Regions from separate parts of the Drosophila melanogaster genome. Here region 2 is linked to region 1. The links are chromatin contacts, called in public Hi-C maps. All regions are on one chromosome and are shown on one strand. The core of a region is the stretch at or near the end of the contact, and the rest is flanking DNA. Distances in the headings are between cores, read along the strand shown. Region 1 holds the start of CG8086. Region 2 holds the start of CG7627.

Region 1 (6,592 bases), core at 3,538-6,037:
CAAGGTAGCAAAAAAAAAAAAATAAGAACATTAATTAGCAATAGTTATTAATTTGTGTTTCTGCGACAGGACAACTCCCACTTTGTCAAGCTGGTGGTGGCTCTCTATCCATTCAAGGCCATCGAAGGCGGCGATTTATCGCTGGAAAAGGTAAGACTTACGCAAACTTATTATCTCTGTAAACGCAAAACTAATACTACTAAATGAATTAACAGAATGCCGAATACGAAGTGATAGATGACTCACAAGAGCACTGGTGGAAGGTCAAAGATGCCTTGGGGAATGTCGGCTATATACCCAGCAACTATGTCAAGCCGAAGGCTCTTCTGGGCCTGGAGCGCTATGAGTGAGTAAAACTGATTTGTCATATAATTAATCGTATGAGATTACTAATGATTGTCCACCTGCTTACTTTTCTAGATGGTATGTGGGCGACATGTCACGACAGAGAGCCGAATCGCTGCTGAAGCAAGGTGATAAGGAGGGCTGCTTTGTGGTCAGGAAGTCATCGACCAAGGGTCTCTACACACTATCGCTGCATACCAAAGTGTAAGTTTAAGCAAAGCTAACAAAATTAATATGAATATTAATGTAATTTTATTCACAGTCCACAGTCGCATGTGAAGCACTACCACATCAAGCAAAATGCTCGCTGCGAGTATTATTTGAGTGAGAAGCACTGCTGTGAAACAATTCCGGATCTGATTAACTACCATCGCCACAACTCTGGGGGTTTGGCTTGCCGACTCAAATCCTCGCCCTGCGATCGCCCAGTTCCACCGACGGCGGGATTGTCCCACGACAAATGGGAGATCCATCCGATGGAACTGATGCTGATGGAGGAGCTTGGATCGGGACAGTTTGGTGTTGTGCGGCGCGGCAAGTGGCGTGGGTCTATCGACACAGCGGTCAAGATGATGAAGGAAGGAACCATGTCCGAGGACGATTTCATTGAGGAGGCCAAGGTGATGACCAAGCTGCAGCATCCAAATCTTGTGCAGCTATATGGCGTCTGCTCCAAGCACCGGCCCATCTACATTGTGACCGAGTACATGAAGCACGGATCCTTGTTGAATTACTTGCGACGGCATGAGAAGACCCTGATTGGTAATATGGGTCTACTCCTTGACATGTGCATACAGGTTAGCAAGGGAATGACCTACCTGGAGCGCCATAACTACATTCACCGGGATCTGGCTGCCCGCAACTGTCTCGTGGGTTCCGAGAATGTCGTTAAAGTGGCCGACTTTGGATTGGCCCGATACGTTCTCGACGATCAGTATACCAGCTCTGGCGGAACCAAGTTCCCCATCAAGTGGGCCCCGCCCGAAGTGCTCAACTACACGCGCTTCTCCTCTAAGAGCGATGTGTGGGCATACGGTGAGTACTTGTCCCGCGCAACGGAAGCACTAACTCAATTAATTCTTCAATTAATATCTATTATTTTGTTGTTTTAGGTGTGCTGATGTGGGAGATCTTCACTTGCGGCAAGATGCCATACGGTCGCCTAAAGAATACCGAGGTTGTGGAGCGTGTGCAGCGCGGAATTATCCTAGAAAAACCAAAGTCGTGTGCCAAGGAGATTTATGATGTGAGTGCATAGTCCATATAGATCCCTAAAGAAATTTCTAATTGTTCATCTTTGTCCTTAGGTCATGAAGTTGTGCTGGTCACATGGACCCGAGGAGCGTCCCGCTTTCCGTGTGCTCATGGATCAGCTGGCTCTTGTGGCCCAAACGCTAACCGACTAAGGAGCGGACCAGATTGCGGCACCCATCGCCTGAAATTAACACGCACTGAACACACTGAAGCATCTTAAGATATTGAAGAACGTTAAAGGCATTACATTTAAGGTTACAAAAGCGGCGAAAGAAAGATATATTTAGATTTATACATATATGTATATGAAGCATAAGATTTAGTTAAGCGCGAGCCAGTTTACATTACGGCACAAGCCCCATATGATTATGGTATATTTGGATTATATGATAGAGCTAGAGCTGAGCAAATGATATCATTATGTTTATGAACGCGTTAACTGTTAGACAATGAGATACGAAGCGCAACAACTGACAGTCACATATAGTAACTATATTAAATGAGAAAACGGAAATGCATTAAAGTATAGAGAACTGTAGTTAATAGTCAAATTTTTGATACATTTCACATACCGAAAGCGATATAAAAAAATTATAACGATACATGCATATGATACGATATTTAAATGTGCTTTTTTAAATAGCGAGCCACTGTGCTAAGTAAAATATGATTATCTCTAAAGAATGATAGAAACAAACAAACAAGAAAACTGATTATGCATTAAATATTAAATGTAAGCCTCAAGTCGAAAGCGAAATGTTTGCACAACTGATAAAGGATGAAGGAACCGAAGGATGATAAGAAAAGAGTTCGCCAAGAAACATAAACGATTTTTAGACTAGATTTGTACGTGCGTAGTTTAAGTTTTGTGATTTATTGTTTAATTCTTGCAGACGATTTTTATTTTTATTTAATTTTGATCTTGCGATGGCATCACCCACGCTCACAGTATGAATCAAGTACGGTATAATTACGAGAAATTTATACGTTATGCTTTATATTTTAACTGAATTCTTTCGTTTTTTTGCAATGTCTATGCGATATAAATCTATATATCTATACACATATTTTACCCTATTTTTATGAACGTTTTACTTAATTAATTTTATCATTTGATTAAGCAACCAGAAATGCAAAAGAGAAAAGAAAAAACAGAAAATCAAATAAAATGTACGATAAACATTTATTTATCATTTACCCTCTTATTTTGGTATTCATTCGCGAAATTTTGGAGACTGCAAGCACAGAACTCGGTTTCACACCAAAATGTTTGCGAGCCAAGTTCAGCCGAGAAGAATTCAAAGCAATGAGAACAGAACCAAAATAGAAGCAACTCACATAGACTTATAGCCAGTGACTATACAAGATACAAGCCAACACCAAACCGAATGCAAACCAAGCAACAAAACAAGCCGAAACACCAACAACAAACGCAAACCAAAAGCGCATTTTGTAAAACTTTTTGATACAGCATTTTGATACGAGATACGAACTATACACAGAAACCGCAAAGGTTTGTCTATGTTTATATGAATGTGGTAGCTAGTAAGCGTCCTTCGTACGACTATACATATGTAGCATTAGTCGCTCCACAAAACTGATCATGTCTATACGTGATGATGATTCCTTTTGCTGAGCGGAGTGGCAGATTGGAGATTGGAGAGTATCCGCCTGCCCATCTGCAAAATCCTTGCAGTAGCCACTATCCAGACTGCGGTCTACATATGCAATCTACAAAAAATTACACTACTAACTTATAATACGCGGCTTAGTTGATTTCTTGCGCCTATGCATATAGAGCTATATATAAATACATACGATAAACATATAAATACGAAATACGTCTATTGCCATGAAAACCCAACCCCAGAAATATAAAAACAAAACCAAAAATCATCAACGTGATATTGCTAATAAAAGAACCGAAAATACTGCAGCTCTTCTCTGATGTTTTATGCATAGTTGGGGAGTTTCGTGCAAATCAAAATAACTAAAAACTTCAACTGTCTTCAAAGTGGCAGTGACATGTTGTCAACAATATTCATATCACAGCCAGCTTTGAGGAGCGTTGCGGTTTTTCTCGTCCGGCGACTTAAGGAAACATTCTAAGTGGATGATATTTTATACAAAAAATATAATATAAATCTAATTTCACGCTTAAATAATTTTTTTATAACTTGCTTGCTTGCTATTGAGCCTGAAAATATGCCACATAATTATGGAGGTCTGAAAAAAAAAGAATATCTTTCTACTGGATTTTGGTTTTTAAATAGTGGTTTATATTGCTTAATGGCCTACTATTAGGATATAAATGAATAAACAAACAAAAATTTATCAAAATAAAATTGTAAAATATTTTTATATGGTCTAAATCTAGATGGGTTTTGGATAAATAAGAAAGTTAAGTATTGTTTTGAACATCACTCCCCTTTCTGCCCCAAAAAAAAACACAACTATACCAATTTTGCACCAAACGATTTTCCAATACAAATCATGCCAATAATTTGTCATGCTTCATTAGGCATGTGTGTGGGTGAAGGCTGTCTGTGTGCCACCGCAGCAGTGGTCCATAGATTGTTGGGTCGGCGGGGCGGATTGATTTGTCGGAGGCAAGATCGCGGTCTCGCATTACATAACCACAATCGAGCGGCATTATTTGTTGGTGAGCACGGCCATAAATAGGCCTCTCGATGAGCGCAAACCCAGTCGAATTACAGATAGTCAATGAGCCATTAAGATACGATTGAACCGTGGGCAGGAGACCGGGGGCAATGTCTATCTAAGGCGACCTTCTCCTAGATACGACTTTCTTAAAATGTAAATGAGCCAATTAAATGGAAATCGATTTCAGGAAATATGTTTTGGGCGGGGAAATTCTACCCGACACCACTCCCAGAAAGTTTATTTGAATATTTTGCTGAAAATATAAGTGATGAGCATATACATTTTTTCTAAAACTACTTCTTAATTGATATTAAATAGAGTTTGAAGCTCATGTCTCACCACAAATCAATCAAAATCCTTAGCCAAATAACAGAGGAGACTCATGTTAACTCTTACGTCGACTGTTAACGCCAACGCGGTGGCTTACGTGACGTCTTGCATTCGTTACGTCGAAAATTTGAAACGAAAAGCGAGCGTTAGCGACTTGGTGCCGCAGTTTCTGTTCGACAGCTCTCGAGTGCGGTTCTAGCTAGCTCTCTTCTCTTTCACTGAAACAAACTCAGCTCATAGCGGCCAATCCAATCGGTATAAATAAATCAGCAAAGTGTGTTTTGTTTTGAAAACCTCTAGTAGACTTCAAACGCCAGTCGGCAGACCGACACTCGAAAGCGGCTGTCACTTGAACCCAATCAACGAACGAATCAACGAAATAATAAATCAGCCACGAAACCCAACTACAATAACAACGAATATAGCAATCTCTTTCGGGTGAACAGATGTTTTGAATATCGCCCAAAAATCGCGACTAATCCTGGCAAGGACTGTATGCACTACGCGCTATTAGCACCGCAATAAAGTGAAGTTTTTTACTGTGTAAAAGAAAGTTACGGAAATCACACGATACAACGGAAACAGGACGAGATACCCGAAATCGTAAAGTAGCCTGCGGTAAGGATAAACTGGAGTAGGCGTTAACCAAGTCAGGTGGAGCCCGACCGGAGCAGCCAGTGGGATTGCGTGCTGACCCGACCCCAAAGTTCATTGACTGTCTGTCTGTCTAACTATTGGCATTTCCTGGTGGCATAGGGCTAGGTTTCCCCACCGCCAGTCAGCTGTTCTGCTCCGCCCCCAAATAAATCCACCCAGCTCCTCCCATTGTTTAGTCAATGACACTCGCGTTCCCGTATTGATGTCACTTGTTGGCATAGATGTAACCCTTCCGCGGTTCTTGATACCTTTACTTCACTTGTCCCACGAAGCCCATGACATCAGCTCTAATAACCGGTCGACCCGAGTCAGCAGCTCATTTTTCAAAGTCACTGATTATGGCGCAGGCACAACACAAAAGCGCGTTGGCCAAAAACAAAAAAAAAAAAGATACAAAATAGCGAAGTAACGAATGGTAAAAGGTTAAATAGAAAAGTAAGCTGCTAAGGGGAAATGCAATAATCGCTAAATAAATATTTATAAAATGACCCAAACGGATATTTATGTATCCAAACATGCAAATTGTGTCAGCAGCAGCCAGTGATCTCAGGCTCTAGAATTTGGAAACGGATGTGTGATGGTCCCCCATTAAATTTAGTAATTATCAACAGCTATTTGAAAACATTGGCCTTGTGCCTTGAGAACCAAGTTTCAGTGAGGGTTTGCCAATTTTTCCCGCCTCATTTCCCAGCTTTCTCTTGGTTTTCAAAGCCAAAACACGTTCGCGCTGCAGAGCACCGAGAATGTTGAGAAACTTAATTAGATTTGGACGATCGCAAACTAGTTCACACAGCTGACGTCAGTCGGTCTTGGCGTTTTTATCACAATCACGAGAGTTCAGTTTTGCTTCTTGGCTCTCATGTTTTCATTTACCAGCTCTTTTCGGCCTTTTTGGCCTTTTGCCGGCTGGCTCACTCACTTGTTGTCGTTTTCTGTTTTTGGAAAGGAATTGCTCAACTTGTTCGGCGTTAATTAAACTTTTACAAAAAAAAAGAGGCAATAGTTAATAGAGACAGCACACGAATTATGGCTATTTGGCTGTATGTCTATATATCGCGGAGTCATGGAGTTTCTGCGTGGGTCGATCTGCCGTCTGGAAACCCAATTCCGAACTGGCTTTTTCGGACAACTCAATGTGGGCTAAAGGAAACGTCGGCCGCCGTATTTGGGCGTAAAAGCCCCCAAGTTGGCCGCCTGGAAATTGTCTAAATTTTGGGAATGAGCTCATATTTAATTCGCAGTTTTGGAGAGCGTGAAATGAAGTCGAAAGAACATAAAAACGTTTTCACTGAGTTGAGATGATTGTTGATCATGTCAGAGATACAGATACCTCACAATTAGT
Region 2 (6,417 bases), core at 3,023-5,522, 100 kb before region 1:
AAAAACTTATACTTATACATACATAAATGAAGGATAACAAAATCTACAAATAAAAAGCGGATAAAGACGTATACCCATAATTGCAATTAATTGATAATAGTAATTTTTTTCGCAAAACGCTAATCTTGTGTATATCGAAATTCGGTATAATTTCGATGCACACACTCGCACCAACACAAATGCCCATGCACACACGCACACACACACCGTGACGCATTTTTGCACAAATACAATCGCAGATAAAGCAGGGAGTGTGGGCACGCTACCCCAAAATTTAATCACTAGAATATTTCTGCACATTCTTCGCGAGATACAATTGGATTTCAGGTTTTAGGACATGACAAACCTGAACGTCCTCGTTTTTCAGTTCATCGATTAGAACCGCAATGGGATATAGTGAATCGTCGACCGATTTGTCGCTTGCTGCCATTTTTTCTGCTGTTTCTGCTGCTCACACACAAACACAAGCGCACTGAAAATCGGGTCTTCTATTCTGCAGGCAAACGACGAGATTTCTATTTGGCCCTCTGGCGATTCGCAGTTTACTTCTTCAAGGTTACAAAATAATTTCGCAAGGTACTATATTTCGTCGCTGCAAATTTTCTAAGAATCCATACAATTATCCGCTGATTGCTGTTCTTTTCGAACGAAAAACGTACGTCGTTGGTGCAAATTAATATTTTTTTTCTTCAAGTGACACAACGGTAGAGGTGGAACGCATATCGGTTATCATTCGATACTATCGGCGTTTCCGCGCGTCGATAGATTTTCTGAAATATATTTTATTTAACTGAATTCTGAAGAATATTAAAATCACACTTATTAAATTAGGCCAAGAATATGATTATATATCTACATAGATTACATGGAAAATTATAATTCTGTAGCCTTAGTTTCTAGTTCCTAATTTTTAGGTATACTTCCAAAAGCTAATTCGTACAAAACCCAATGGCGCCAATTCGGTGATTTAGCTAATATTTATAAATATGTCTAATAACGATATTAATCGAGTGTTTTTTAGATTGACACAGGCTGTGTGACCATAACTTTTCTTCAAATGTATACAAAAATCCAATTAAATGTATTGAAATTTATTGAGGCTTAATTCTCTAGGAAGGTTACAAACTCGGTCAACTTAAGCAACTGGTCATCGTTTCCACGAGCTGGCGGTGCTTCCTGAACCTTGGGCTTCAGGATTACCCGGTCACCGTCCAGTTCCTCAGTCCAATTTAAGGCCGCACAGGCGTGTTTCAGTTCGTCCTCCGACATTAGTGACAATTCCAGTAGATTGTGCTGGTAAATGGACATATATGCGCTGCCCATTAGTTTGAACAGCTCTTCGCGTTGCTTATCTAAGTAGATACATTATAAGTTTTTATATCCAATTAGTAAGCTTTTAGGCATAGCCATACTTAGAAGATCCTCCACAGGTGACTTTACTCTTTCCGACCACTCATACTTGATGTGTTTGAAGAAATCGGCATAGTTATTGTTCTGCAGGGCAATATTGAGCAGGTTCAGCTGGATCAGTTCCTTGTCATCCCTTAGGTTAGCTGGAACTCTCATCCACAACAACTTGGCATCAGCCCTGTAGCACAAGATTAAAATATGTATTTCTTTTATATCAATCACTTACAGTTTGTTTTGATAGAGGTAAATAGCAAGTAATTGCTGGTAGACTTCAGCTCCCAGTTCGACTTGCTGTAAAAGTATGGTTTTCTAGAATTCCATCTGTAGTGAATATATTAAACGATCACTCACCTCAAATTCCTCGTTCTCAAGCCGCTCCACTACTTCACTATATTTATTTAAATGCATTTTATTGGTAAATTCTTGGTCGGGAAACAATAATGTGACCGTTTAGCGTGCTGCAAGAAATGAAACCTTCCCAAAGCACTCCTGTGCTTGTGTAGAGTCTAGCTGACAATAGTATACATATATCGATAGCTAAATGAATTATTTTTACACAAATTAGCTTTCTATTTCCCTTTAATAAATCCTGTAATAGTCACTTAAAGTAAAGTTTTGAATATCACAACATATTGTAAGCGCATTAAAAAAAATATCGCTAAGCATCCCGTTATCGATAGCTGCTTTGACAGGTCTCCACATCGTAGAGCTGTCAACGTGCCAAAAGTCTCCACCTTCTTTTCGGTGTCAAAAACTAGACTATCAAGATGGGTCGTATGCACGCTCCTGGGTAAAAATGAAATTTTTCATTGTTTTCGATGCCTGTGTGCCAAGCTGAATGCATGCAAAATGTGTCTGCCGTGCGGGTTGAACGAATGAATGTGTTTAATGCGTTTCTACGGTGGTTTTAGTGTGTTAATTATCGACCGCAAAGGCAAGCACATGGTGCAGACGTATTCGCATTTGACAGGCGCCGCCATAAACGCGTACTAACATTTGTGTATTTCGTTCACAGCAAGGGTATTTCCCAATCAGCCCTCCCCTACAGACGCACTGTCCCATCCTGGCTGAAACTGAACGCAGATGATGTCAAGGAGCAGATTAAGAAGCTGGGCAAGAAGGGTCTGACTCCCTCCAAAATCGGTGAGCACTGCCGAGTATGTTGTTGTTTGAGGTTATGTTAATCCGGAATCCGGTTTTTACAGGCATCATCCTGCGTGACTCGCACGGAGTTGCCCAGGTGCGTTTCGTCAACGGAAACAAGATCCTGCGCATCATGAAGTCGGTGGGTCTGAAGCCCGACATTCCCGAGGATCTGTACCACATGATCAAGAAGGCCGTCGCCATCCGCAAGCACTTGGAGCGCAACCGCAAGGACAAGGACGGCAAGTTCCGTCTGATTCTGGTCGAGTCCAGGATCCACCGCCTGGCCCGCTACTACAAGACCAAGAGCGTCCTGCCCCCCAACTGGAAATACGAGTCGAGCACTGCCTCCGCCCTGGTTGCCTAAGTTCTTGATTCGCTAGTTGGTAGTTTGTTTTCAAGTCTTGCGGGGTCCTACATTTCCATCAATGTACAACCAATAAACCCAACAAATAAAACTGGAAATCGGAACTATTTTATAGACTAAACAAATTATGTGTGGTTTATTTACTTCAATAATTTCCAGTAATCTGCTTCAATGATTTCCAAACTCAAACTTGATACTATTTACCTGTGGCTAGCTTTAATTCAAATTCAGCGGCATCTCCAATAATGGAACTTTGTGAAACAGCTTAAAGGATGTGGACTAAAACCCAAAATGCTTTTAAATACATATGTGCAGCCCAGTCTGGGTGTTTCATACCGGAATACTTTTAGGAACAACATGATATATTCATTTTGAAAGTGCGCTTTGGGGAATGCTTTTAAGTATGTATTGATCATCGATTATGCCTTAATTGTTAGAGCTGAACGTATGTTTTTATTCCTGGTGTGTTACAACGTTATTTCCCAATTAAGGGGGTGTTTTAAATTTCGAAATGGAGATTAGGCGCAATAATTTAAAAAACACCTATCGAAATAACGAAATTGGAATGTTCCACTCCTTTAACATTCACTTGTTGCATGGTTTTCAGCAAGAAACTGCAAATCACATATGTACATAAATATATACAAATGTTTGTATGTATGTGCCACACTAGGGGGCACACAGGTAACAATTTTACAGTGGTACTTCTTTAACGTGAATAGCTGAGGATGTTAAAACCCTGATGGCCTCTTATCGCGTTTTCAATTTCAAATACATGCATGTATTTATATGTGAGGGGGAGAAGTGGACAATAATGTTATTGATTAACATTAATATTTTTGTGAAAATCAAACGGTTATCGCGCTTCCGTTATAAATCTTATTGTCAATAATCCTAAGTAGATTAAAATTGGAAATTCACATACTTACATTATATGTACTACTGTATGCTATATATACATACATACAACTAATAAGAAATTTTGTTGAGATGGTTTCATGTTTAAAAGCCCGATTGGAGTTGGAGTTTGTCTTGGGATGATGGAAAAAACTACCTAACGATGATGCTATACACAGTGCGCTCTCAGAACAGCGAAATAACTAAGATAACGCACCGGTCATACATAAAGTGTTGTGTCTGGTAAAATGTTATATAGAGTTAAATCCTCGATACAGAATTAATACAGATATCAAATTTCTATGCAACTTGCTTAAAACTAAAACTATTTCTAAAGGAAGGGAGCAATAACTATGGCGGTTGAAGCTAGGCAGACTCTACTGTAGCTCGGGAGCGCCTGGGGTTGGGGGTGAATTTCGTATTTAGAGCCGATAGCCGCCGAAACCGAAACCGCCAGTGTTCAGAATTCAGCATTCAGTAGCCTGCTGCTCTTTCTGGCGCTCGGACCGAAGTTTGTTTTATTATTTACAATATCTGTATATAGTTTTTGTGTTGCTTTGCCGGGTCTTCTATCGCGATTTTCTCACGTTCGCCAGCAACAATAACCATATTGTTGAATGTAAACAATATTGAAACAAAAGTACGTACATAGTACATGGGATTTGCAAGCAATGGCAATTATTTTAATTGTGCGCTCGCCGATTGCTTGGTAATTTGTGTGCCTGAAAAAATCCATGTGATTAGATAATTTACAGACAAACGAAAAACCATCGATGCGGCCTTTATCTGTGCGCAATTATTGTTTCTTGGCCGATAAGTGTAATGTACATTTGCATTTGTACATTTGGATAAAAGTTTCCCTTTTTTTGTGCCACCAACAACGTGGTACGTCTCGCACACCCGCACATAAATATATAGATATTTACATATGTACATACATACTTATATTCCGAATGGTTAAACGGTAAATGCTCGAAGTGCTTATTCTGGGCGGGTGTGAGTGGAACAGGGAGAAAGTGAGAAACAGACAATTACAGTAGATCCCAATTGTGAGATATACGAATTACAAATTGTTTAAGCCCTTCAACTGTTAAGTTACAGAGCTTATAGAAGGATATTAAAAGCCGGTAAAACAGAGGCTATTTTTAGAATCTTTTATATGTATGTGCCTATAAATAAGGGATTAGTCTTTTCGCCGCCTGATGAAATCAACGAATTATTCATCCAAAAACATTAAACTATAAATAAATATCTCTACTGTAATTTAGAAAAGCGACTTTTGCTACTTTAGAATGTAAAACATGTGCACTGTGTAACATGCACTGTTACCAGTTGTTTACTGTACTGCAAAATGGCAAACGCGTGTTTGGTTTTAGGGAACCAAACCCCTCTTCAACATTGCTGCTTCCCTGGGCCCGTCGTTACAGCAAGCCCTATTATGACGAACTACAAACTCATGAGCCAACCGCCCTTGTCACCCAAACCCATGGGTTTTCCACTAAAAAATAAATAGTACGTCGACTTTCTTGGAGTCGCCAAGCCAACGTCAATACGTAGCGTTGATAAATGAAACGACAATGTTTGTTTGATTAAGATGTGCCGTGTTTGTGCTCATATCGACTTTTGTTTTAGAACCACTCAACAGAATTACATATTTCCCTTATCCAATACAGCTCAGTTCATTCTTTATCTATTACGCTGCTTATACACCCTTTTTTATTTCAGTTTCTTTAGAGGCAGTAGAACATGCAGTCGCTGAAAACGGCAGATTTGCCGGAAAATCCCCGGGAACATTGCAATTTTATTTCGGCAGCATGTTTTTGGTGAGCATAGTAACTACACATTTAATGTAAACCTATTAATGGCCTTAATTTATTAACAATATACGTAGGTACACCATGCCGACTTTTATCAAGGGTCGGAAACGCACATTGGATACCAAGGATCTTTACAGAGCCTTAAAAGAGCACAAATCTGGTATGGTGAAATTCTTATTATGATTCACCAAATGGTGAATTGCGAAATTCTAAATCGATATAAGCATAAATACATCAATGGAGACATTTTATTATCTGTGCAAGTCATAGTTGTGCATGAAAAACAGTAGATAATGAAGTGATCACTCCACATGTCTTTACTTCAATCAGACTTATATTTTCCGAACGCACTGTATGTAGTTATCATGGGAACAATTCATTTTACTGATCGATGCACGTACATTGTACATAGTATGTTCGTTGACCGTCTTAATTGATTTGCTTTATGTCTTCAATTGTTTCTACGATTTTGTGTTTCTTTTTTCCCAATTGATAATTGTGTCTCTGGGTAATTGTTGTTTTCGTAATCCGAATTTATTGGGTCTCTTATCTGTGATTAAATTGTGTTAATTTGTGCAATTTTTCCAGAGACTCTGGGGAACAAATTGTGCGCTTCCTGGGAATTGGAACTTGAGAAGACCAAAGGAAAGCCCAATTTGTTGAGAGCCCTTCTGCGAGTTTTTGGCTGGTACTTCGCACTGCTTGGCCTGGTGCTTTTCCTGCTGGAATTGGGTCTTCGAACGCTTCAGCCAATCTTCCTGCTGAAACTCATCGCCTACTACA

The links. Hi-C and Micro-C count contacts between places; a contact is called where the count stands out from the background.
Region 2: a Hi-C map of the Kc167 cell line shows a contact between it and region 1, with 1.9 times the contacts expected there. A contact is called at or near these places in 12 of 107 Hi-C or Micro-C datasets (the Clone 8 cell line, the D17-c3 cell line, the Kc167 cell line and 4 more).

What each region holds. Positions count from the first base shown.
Region 1 is chr2L:8,255,697-8,262,288 of dm6, reverse strand. CG8086 reads left to right here and starts at 4,787. Exons shown (of 11, transcript NM_205928.4): 1 at 4,787-5,211. Btk (Bruton tyrosine kinase) reads left to right here. Exons shown (of 13, transcript NM_001103651.3): 7 at 1-4; 8 at 70-150; 9 at 216-346; 10 at 421-549; 11 at 608-1,380; 12 at 1,458-1,591; 13 at 1,653-3,916. The coding sequence ends at 1,751. It overlaps mir-2b-1 (mir-2b-1 stem loop), which reads left to right and starts at 3,597; the gene lies at 3,597-3,673.
Region 2 is chr2L:8,360,324-8,366,740 of dm6, reverse strand. It overlaps CG7627, which reads left to right and starts at 4,272. Exons shown (of 10, transcript NM_001259014.2): 1 at 4,272-4,702; 2 at 5,543-5,640; 3 at 5,709-5,794; 4 at 6,223-6,417. The coding sequence starts at 5,564. It overlaps RpS13 (Ribosomal protein S13), which reads left to right and starts at 2,079. Exons shown (of 3, transcript NM_001298818.1): 1 at 2,079-2,200; 2 at 2,426-2,553; 3 at 2,616-3,264. The coding sequence starts at 2,178. The coding sequence ends at 2,920. It overlaps CSN8 (COP9 signalosome subunit 8), which reads right to left and starts at 1,886. Exons shown (of 4, transcript NM_164809.5): 1 at 1,762-1,886; 2 at 1,637-1,701; 3 at 1,413-1,588; 4 at 1,078-1,352. The coding sequence starts at 1,818. The coding sequence ends at 1,102. Pp2A-29B (Protein phosphatase 2A at 29B) reads right to left here and starts at 703. Exons shown (of 8, transcript NM_001298819.1): 1 at 347-703. The coding sequence starts at 430.